2 separate regions of the Drosophila melanogaster genome follow, and region 1 is linked to region 2. The links are chromatin contacts, called in public Hi-C maps. All regions are on one chromosome and are shown on one strand. The core of a region is the stretch at or near the end of the contact, and the rest is flanking DNA. Distances in the headings are between cores, read along the strand shown. Region 1 holds the start of Gclc (Glutamate-cysteine ligase catalytic subunit). Region 2 holds the start of CG14434.

Region 1 (4,526 bases), core at 412-2,911, 1.2 Mb after region 2:
AATTACGCATTTACAAAGTGTACCTATAGACACAATTATTAACACCGTGGCCCATAAAAATAGCAATCATATCAGTTAATTGAGAAATTTGATTTGCTTTCTAGGAAGTTCACTTTCGGTTCTACATGAATCATTGTAAACGTATTTGGATTTACACAATTACTCATTTCAGTTTGCAAATTTAAAAAACACTCCTCTTTACAAAATATTGCCTAGTTTAAAGTATAATTTTTTACACATATTTTTACTTCGATGCTCCTAATATCTTGACCACAATTGTGGGCCCAGCGGAGCCCAAGGCCGTGCCACTTTGACCCCCTTTGAGCGGAATCATTATAAAACCCGACTCGCCACTGGTGTTAAATTAAATACCAGTAAAAGCAAAAACATCAACACGGGGCAAAGAAAAACACACCAACAGCACCAACACCAACAACAAATTGCCGGCATAAGGGAAGTCGCAAACGCACACACGCGCAAACAAAACACAAAAAAAAAAACAAATGTACACGCGCGCGCTGACGTTCCAATAAGAATGTGCGGCTATTGGATTCCTGTCCACTCAGCTGTTGCGTTTGTCCAATCGGAATGGGTGTATAAATATTGTTATACAATGTACTACCATAACAAACGCGAAAACTTTCACAGAAAATAAACCAAATGACGATATGGATTCGAGTTTTATTGAAAAAGTAGGCTACAAAAAATGTCGCAACAGAAGTCCCCCCCCCCCCTTCAAATAAATGCGGATGCGCCACTGCAAGTGGTATGTGCCACAGGTCGTTTTTTCGTAAGTTTTTTATATTTGTCAAGACCAACAGCTAACAACGAACACAACGCGATGGAGATATTAGAACTTTATTTGCTCTATTCAAACATACTATGCATTTGCTATAGATTACCATTTTCATTATTAAAAATGTGCACTGACCTGCTTTTTGTTCTTCGTCACTCTGTTTCGCTCTCTGCCGCTCTCTCGCTGCAGTTTTGGTGGGTTGTGTAACGTTATTTGCCGAATTTACCGCTGTTTTTGCGCTCTCACTATTTCCTTATTATGTTTTTGGTGTTGCGATGTGTGTTGGTGTGTGTGTGTTTCTATCGAAATTGAATTCACGATTATTAGTATTACAAGAACAAAAAAAGAAAAATAACAAATGATTCAGTTAGCAGGTCGCGTGTTTTCCTCACTTCACACCCTCTAATTTACAGCTGCGGCGTCAGCTGCTCTCTTTGGATGTAAACAGATAATGCGGACTGGTTTTCTTTCAAATTGGATTTTTATTCGCTGTTGCTGGTTCAGCTTCGGTTTTAATTATAGAAATGCGGCTGCCACCGGAATAGAGATCAAGAAATCTCTAAAATCATGGGCGAAATTTACGCGAAACGTGCTCCCCCGCCCGGAAAGGTTCTTTCCAATTGGAATTGTGCTGAGTGTGTGGGTGTGAGAGTGTGTTTGTGTGTGTGTGTGGGGGGGTATTTCACAATAATTATTCGACTCGAAATTACCGTATTTATTTTGTATATTTGTAATTTCTTTAAACGCGACTTTGGTATTGCGTTTCCTTTGCCGCCAAATTCTCCGTCGACGTAAACAGTGTTATTAACACTAACGAATGCCCAAAACAATAAAACGCTCCACTTTAAATACAAATTTTGAATGTGCCCAGCTGCTGTTATGCCGAAAAGCCACTGGCCGACGCGTTAAGTTATTTTGCCAACCGATAGCGACAGTCCGATAGGCAGGCAGCACGTGTTGCTTAAATCAATTATTTATTTATTATTTAACGCGTAAAGTGTTCGTTTTCTAATAGATTTGGGCTTTGTTATGAAGACCTTACAATTCTCATTTAATACTACACATTACTTTGTTAAGATTTTTGCAATTGCAAATTCTTGATTTATTTTCACATTTTTCCCAGACATTGACTTCTCGTTTAAAAACTAATCCATCTTAAACATATACTTAACACGCTTTTCTATAGTTTTAAAAGTTTATTACTCCACCTATTTAATTTAGTAATCTAGAACATTCTGCAGTTTGTGATTTCACCACAACTTGCAATGTCACATAATTTATCCTAAAAAGCTTTTGAGTTTTGAAGATTAATTTTTCCATATTCTTATAGCTCTATATTAAACAACTTAAAAGAGATTTAAGACAAATTTATTTAAATTTCCTTAGATTTATGAAATTGTAATATATGTTGGTAGACAACAAGATTATGCAAGGATATTAATCTTAGTGATAGTTAGGAGTAATGTACTGTCTCAAAAAAAAATATACTTTTTAAGGATTGTTTCTAATTCTTTACGTATAAAATAGATATATTGCAATGATATATTTTATGCTTTTCTGAAAAAATTATCATTAAATCAGGACAAAATCAGATGAGTTAACATGAAACAATCACTGTGATTTACATTTTAAATTTAAATTTACATTTGACATAAATGCGAAGTAAAAAGCTTTCTTATTTTTTAAGTTATCTTAAAAAGATTTTTTAAGTATATCTGGTAGATACTGTGCCTTTCATATTTACTTGGTCACACTGTCCACCACCAGTTGAGTTTGGAGCGCACATGTTTTGATTGTTTTTAATTTGCAAATCCACCTCCGATATTCTGCAGAGCTGGAAAAATGGGCGGCCACCACAAGAAGAACCTGCGTGCGGAGAAGGCCAAAGTGAAGCTGAAGGGCGCCAAGCTGCCCAAGGGCCTGAACGTGACCAAGACGGACTTCAAGGTGCGCAAAATTGAGATTCGGGAGCAGCTGAAGGAGTCCTCCTACTCGGAAACGGGCCAGCGACAGTTCAATCTCAAGGAGACACTGTCCCGTCTGAAGCATCATAGTGTCAAGTTCCGCACTGATGCACAGCGCAATGTGCGCGACTCCCTGAAGTCCGGCAATGCGGACCATTTAATTGGTCATCTGAACGAGCTGTTCCAAGGAATTGCGGCCGGAGCTTTGGACATGGAGGGGTCGGCGCGAAAGGAATCATTCAAGACCCTTGATGTTCTGCTAGAGGCACTGCAGCCACAAGCAGTGGCGCCCTTCTTCCATGTCATAGCCACCTATTTGCGTTGCGCCATGACTCACGTGCTGCCCGCCATCCAGGAGGACTCGCTGCTCATGCTCGACGTCCTACTGTTGCGCGTACCACCGGCTTTCTTGGCCGAGCGGAGTGCCAGCACCATAATTGGCAACTTCATCGACATGATCTCCCGCGCCCGCCACGACAACGAGCGTTCGAATCGAACGTTGACATTGAACCTGAGTCAGGGCAAGCAGACGACTGTGAAGTGGCGCACCAAGGTGCTTATCCGTCTGCAGCAGATCCTCAGCACGCTAGTCACCTCGAAGACGCCAAAGTCAGCCGCTGCCCGTGTGGTTCACTTCGAGGAGATGCGTCCGCAATATTACAATGTGCTGTGTCCCGTGCGCCATGACAATCGCAATCTGCATGCCATCCTCAATGAATCCAAGCTAACGGCGGAAGGCACTCAACTGCATACGTATGTGGAGCAACTGTTACCACTACTCCAGGACAACTGGATGGAGGTGCGGCCGCAGCAGCAACAACCTCTGCTCAACCAAGATGCGGCGGCCAGTCTGCATGTGGTGATTGGTCTAATGAGTCTGCTCTGGAATCTAATTGAGCAGCATGAGGCGGAGCACAATACCACGGAGCTAAGCGATTGGCTGAGGAAAAACTATGCCCAGAAGTTCCTGCTCAACTTTTTGGACAAGGACGGCAGTCGTTTTCCCTATCAACAGATACCGCTGGCAACCAAGAATTCATCCAAGGACAAGGGAGCCGTAGATGGCGGAGAACTTTGTATGCCACAAAACCTGGGTATTGTCCAGCTGGCCTGTAAGTTCTTTCCGACTCCCGTCGAGAGACAGACTCAAATGTTTGCGCATTTAATTGAGTACATGCACGAGACTTTGAAACGCCTTAATTCGCTTTCGCCGGAGCAGCAGCTCTCACTGGTGGCTTCACTGCGTGCGCTGCTCTTCGAAAACGCCACATCGCTGATGAAAATCGTGACGGAGCCGTTGACCAGCCTGCTGAGCGCATCCATTGATGCATATGTGAGCCAACGATTTACCACACGCGAAGGCGTTGCCACTCGAGTGCTGAACCTTCTCTGCGAGATTGTGGAGCGTTCCGATTTGTACACGCACTTTGGCGGCGAACAGAGATTCACTCCGTTTCTCAGCTATCTGCCGCAACTGCTGCTGAAGCCAACAGTGGGTGAGAGTACATTGCGAGCCATGGCCACGCTCTGCCGCCAACTGAATGGAGTCTTCATGGCCGCTCTAGTCCGTTCTGCTCCTGAGATAGTCAGTCACTTGGATAAGCTGCAGATCACGGGCGATATCGAAGGCCAAGAGAAGTTCGAAAACCAAAAGCGTGTTCTTAACTTGTTCTACTATGCCAGAGAATTGGATAAAGAGGGAAAACTGGAGCGTTCAGTTAAGCAGCTGGAGGAGCGGGTGGAGAGCAAAGGAATTGCCGATTACC
Region 2 (4,349 bases), core at 1,621-4,120:
CTGGTGAAAAGACAGAGAGAGCTACAGCAGCTGCAGCAGGCGAATGAAAGTGCATAAAAGGCTGCCAAGTAAACTGTGCATCAGTGTTGATATTTATGTCTATGTTTTAACAATACTTATGCATATACATACATTTGTATGTATATGTATGTATGCATGTGCTTTGTGTGCAAACTTGGTAAGCACTTTTCATCTTTTTTTTTGAGCCTCTTTTGTATGCTCGTGAATTGCAACTGCAACTGCAGCTAAAACAACAAGAATCTAGCAAGTGAACCCCAAAATGATAAGCAAAAGATGCGGATACTGATAATGAAAGCGGGAAGCAGAACGGGGTAAAACAACACAAAACCAACCGCAAAAACTTGATGGTGTAAAGTTGCGTTAAAGCCACATAGGCTTAACCCACTATTTACCCGAGCGAATTTAGCGATAAACATTTAAAAAATATACAAAACGTGCAAATTGAGTTTTAACTGGAAATTGCATACTTGAACTGTTTGTAGAATTCCTTTAAAATAAAGCTGAGGAAACACCTGTTCCGCATGGTACTATCCTTTGTGGCAATAGCCTAGACTTACATGGAATATCCCCCAATAGTGGAGCATAATAGTTTAACATCCGCATTACTGTCCAATCCTATGCGTTCGTATTTCAAAATCTGAAATCATGAAAAACACAAATTTCTATGCATATACTGACATAAGTTCAAGCGCATTTAAAGTGTATCTTCCAAAAAGATAACCGAAGAGAAATAACCGCAAGCATTTCAACTCGAATGTTTGTTTTCCACCTAAAAAGTACTCACTTAGAGCGTTTGGTAATTGACACACAGAGGGTTAAAGGTGGCAATGGGGCGGTGGGTGTTGAAAGAAGTGGGTGCAATGCGATGGTTTGGGGGGGTTGGGCACACGCTCACATTAACACCGGCACACCAACACTCTGTAACGCTCTCAGGTGCTGCGGGCGCATTAGCCGAAAGCAGAAAGCAAAGTGCAGCGGAGAAGGAGAAGAGGAGAGGAAAGCAGGGCAGAAAAAAAGTGATGTGAGTGGGAAGATTGCGGTGGAAAGTACTGCGGGTGGTGGGCGTTGCGCGCTTGGGGGGAGCCGAGGTCGAACGGATGTCCGGTCCCCATTGATTGGCCAGAGTCCCCAATGAAAGGAGCAGTGAGTGGGGTAATTTTATAGAGGCAAAGAGATACGCAGCAAATCTGCATAATTTTAAGTTTGTGTTAAGAAACTATGTAGATGGTAGAACGACTTTCCCCATTAACGTTTGGTGGCACAAATGCATTTACAAGAAAATGTTAGAGAAAATTCCTGAAGCAACTCGCACAAAAATTGTAAATAGCCATTAGTCGCTGTCAAAGCCAAGACTGTTTAAAAAGTGTTTACACATCCAGCAGTATTAACAATATTACTAACGTAATTTTGGCAAAATTTAACCGTTTCTAAGCGGTAAGATCTCTTGTTCGTTTGTATTTTTGTATATTGCCACCATACATATGTATATACATACATACATATGTACATATATATGTACAAACATCATCAAGCTCGGTAAGCCCTCCTAGTTCTACTTCTTTGTGCAGCAAATATCGGTTTTCTGTTCCCTGCGCAATCGTGAAGCTTGCCAAAATCATAGCAAACGGCAGAGCCGACCATCCGCCTACCGCCCCAATCCCCCGTTTTGAGCCACCCAACGCCCAATCCAATATTTCCCATTGATGGTTAAACGAACGGTCTACATCCACGCATGCAAACATACATACATGTGTACGCCTAGATTCATACATGCAGACAGACGCACACATGCAGGCACATGTTTAGTCGTGTTTACATAGCAAAGCGCGCACGAAACGGGGCCTTTCGTAACGCTCGCTTCTCACGCTGTCTCCCTCTTTCTCCCCTTACCCAACCCCTCGCACTTACACCCTCTCTCTCTCACTCTCGTACACTCTTCGTTCGCATCGATGGCGACTGACGATGTCGAATGCGTATGCCCACCACTACAGATGCACATTTCGCACACTTTAACCGTTGCACATAGCCTCGTACATATAGATTTATGTATGTATATGTATATACATATATATCTATGTACATAGTTAAGCATATGACTAAATACGAATACCGCACTATTAGAAGGGGGTTTACATGGCCGTAGAGAAAAAAAAAACAAAAAACATCTTCCACACAAAGTACAAGAAATACCCAAACACACTCACGCACAGCTGACTAATTAGCAAAGCAAAACACCAAAAATCAAAACCCCCACTCAAAATCAAGAGAGATGCCACGAAACAGGGAGCCCGTAGAACGAAAGAATTAAAGAAAGCCACGCACTGGAGAGTCTCGTACCGTACAAACTAAAAAGCCCGGGAGACACCTGAAACCAAAGCCGAGAGATACCAATAAACTGCAGTGCCTTCCATTGACACTCGGCTTTTGAATACCCTAAAAACTGATTGGTGTACTTACGTACATTCATATATAAATTGCGTTTCGGTTTATATTGTGTAATCCTATTACACACATAAGCATATGATTGAATGAAAACAAGTAGAACCTTTAATAGGCTACAGTTGGTTCTAAATAAATTGAAGTGGACATTGCATTAAGTAAAATACATATCACAATGTGTTTTGGCGCAACTGTACGTTTAGTTTTCGGGACCAAATAACACCTGTTTTGATCTGACTGTACTTCGCGGGACTCGTTATTAACTGGCAGTTAACTTTTTAGCCCCGTATGATGGCGGCACAATGGAATTTGACTTGGACTCTTGGACCTGGCTAATTAAATTTTTTTTTTTGGTAAATGTTTAGAGTCGGGGCGACCTTTTGGAGCTGCGCCCGTTCGTGAACTCGTGTATTCGTTTGTTCGTGTTCGTGCTCGGTCGTTCCCGGTTTTCTCTGCCTTCTGGAACGGGGCCTGTCTTGAAAGCCGCAGAGCGCGCGAATACCGAAAACTTCTTGCATTCGACGGTGCGAAAGGGACGGGGAGAGTGATGGCATGTGGGAAAGGGAGAGGGCTAGAGCGAGGAGAGGTGGCCATCGAATGCTAAGCAGGGGCCTTTGCTTTTGCTTTTGGTGCTTGCCAAAAATAGAGCCGCCCCGCCACGCCTTCGCCCACAAAGAGCACCCACCCACCCACTCCCGCACAAAAGCAACAACATCATCATCACACCACCAATACCAAAACCAATACCAATACTGTGACCCAGCCAGCTCTCTGTGAACATGTGTCAGTGTGTGTGGGTCTTGTATATAGCATAGCTTAAGCTTTCCTTGTACCGTGGTTCAAATGCCAGGGGAAAATGGCATTATTATATTCTTATAGAGAAATAATATATACAAATAAATTTGTACAACTGTATGTAAAGAGTAAACATGTAACAAGGAAACACTAATTTTAAAGTAAATTTAGCTAGTTTGCATTATTTTTTACACCATTTATATGAGTAAGCCACAAAGAAGCTTGCCTTTTTTGATCTGCTTGATTCCCAGATGGTGTTACTAAAAAATAATGCGAATTTGAGAGAAAGTTTAACAATAAAAAGTTCAAATTCGAGATACATATGTGTAGAGTATTTAAAGAACTTAATTGTGAGGTTAAATATTCAACAAATGGTAAACTTGTAATCCCATAAATTCGTATTATTTTATAAAATTTTACTTTCATACTGAATTGGCTAAGATCCCTTAATTAATTTCCATAAGTTGCTTATGTCTTAACCACTGTGGGTTGTAACTCTGCAGCTACGTTGACGTCGGCGTCGCAGCTTAGAGCTAGTCGATGAGCGGAAGGAGAGAGAGAGAGCAGGCGTTCGTCGAGGAGGGGGCTAGCCGAATAGGGTGAGAGAGAGCGATGGCAGAGTAGGAAAATGCATAAGAAGGGGGGTGGGGGCGCAAAAGGGAGACGGACAGCAGCAACAACAATTCGGCAAAATGTTCGTGGCAGCGTTGCAGCGACGCCGACTGCGCTACGGGTGTTTGTTTTTTTCTCTTTCGTGTTTTCCGTTTTTCTTTTGCGCTCTGCATCCGCTGCCGCAGTAGGCGTCGCTGCCGGCGCGCTGCGCCAGTGTGGGTGAGCGCACGGCTGTAGGTTTGTGTGTGTGCCGTACACATTTTTCAGTTGACTTCGTTGAAATAATTTTCGTAACAACGATCACACTCGTTTGTGTATTGCGAAGACGGGCGGACGTGCGTCGGCGTCGAATGCGGAACAAGCGCTAAAGCAAACTAGCGAAAAAGTGCGAATATCAAAAGAAAAGAGAACCAAACAAATTGTTTTTTTTTTTCACCACGAGCGTCGTCGCAAAAACAACAAAAAGGAATTTAATAAACCAA

What was found. Hi-C and Micro-C count contacts between places; a contact is called where the count stands out from the background.
Region 1: a Hi-C map of the Kc167 cell line shows a contact between it and region 2, with 1.7 times the contacts expected there. The contact joins the promoter of Gclc here to the promoter of CG14434 in region 2. A contact is called at or near these places in 1 of 107 Hi-C or Micro-C datasets (the Kc167 cell line) and 1 of 6 datasets of contacts at active chromatin or transcription factors (the Kc167 cell line).

The regions. Positions count from the first base shown.
Region 1 is chrX:8,114,486-8,119,011 of dm6, forward strand. Gclc (Glutamate-cysteine ligase catalytic subunit) reads right to left here and starts at 1,662. Exons shown (of 5, transcript NM_001298072.1): 1 at 932-1,662. It overlaps CG1575, which reads left to right and starts at 2,527. Exons shown (of 1, transcript NM_132212.3): 1 at 2,527-4,526. The coding sequence starts at 2,639.
Region 2 is chrX:6,864,324-6,868,672 of dm6, forward strand. It overlaps CG14434, which reads right to left and starts at 2,871. Exons shown (of 3, transcript NM_001298040.1): 1 at 2,479-2,871; 2 at 579-658. CG43736 reads left to right here and starts at 3,904. Exons shown (of 5, transcript NM_001298043.1): 1 at 3,904-4,349.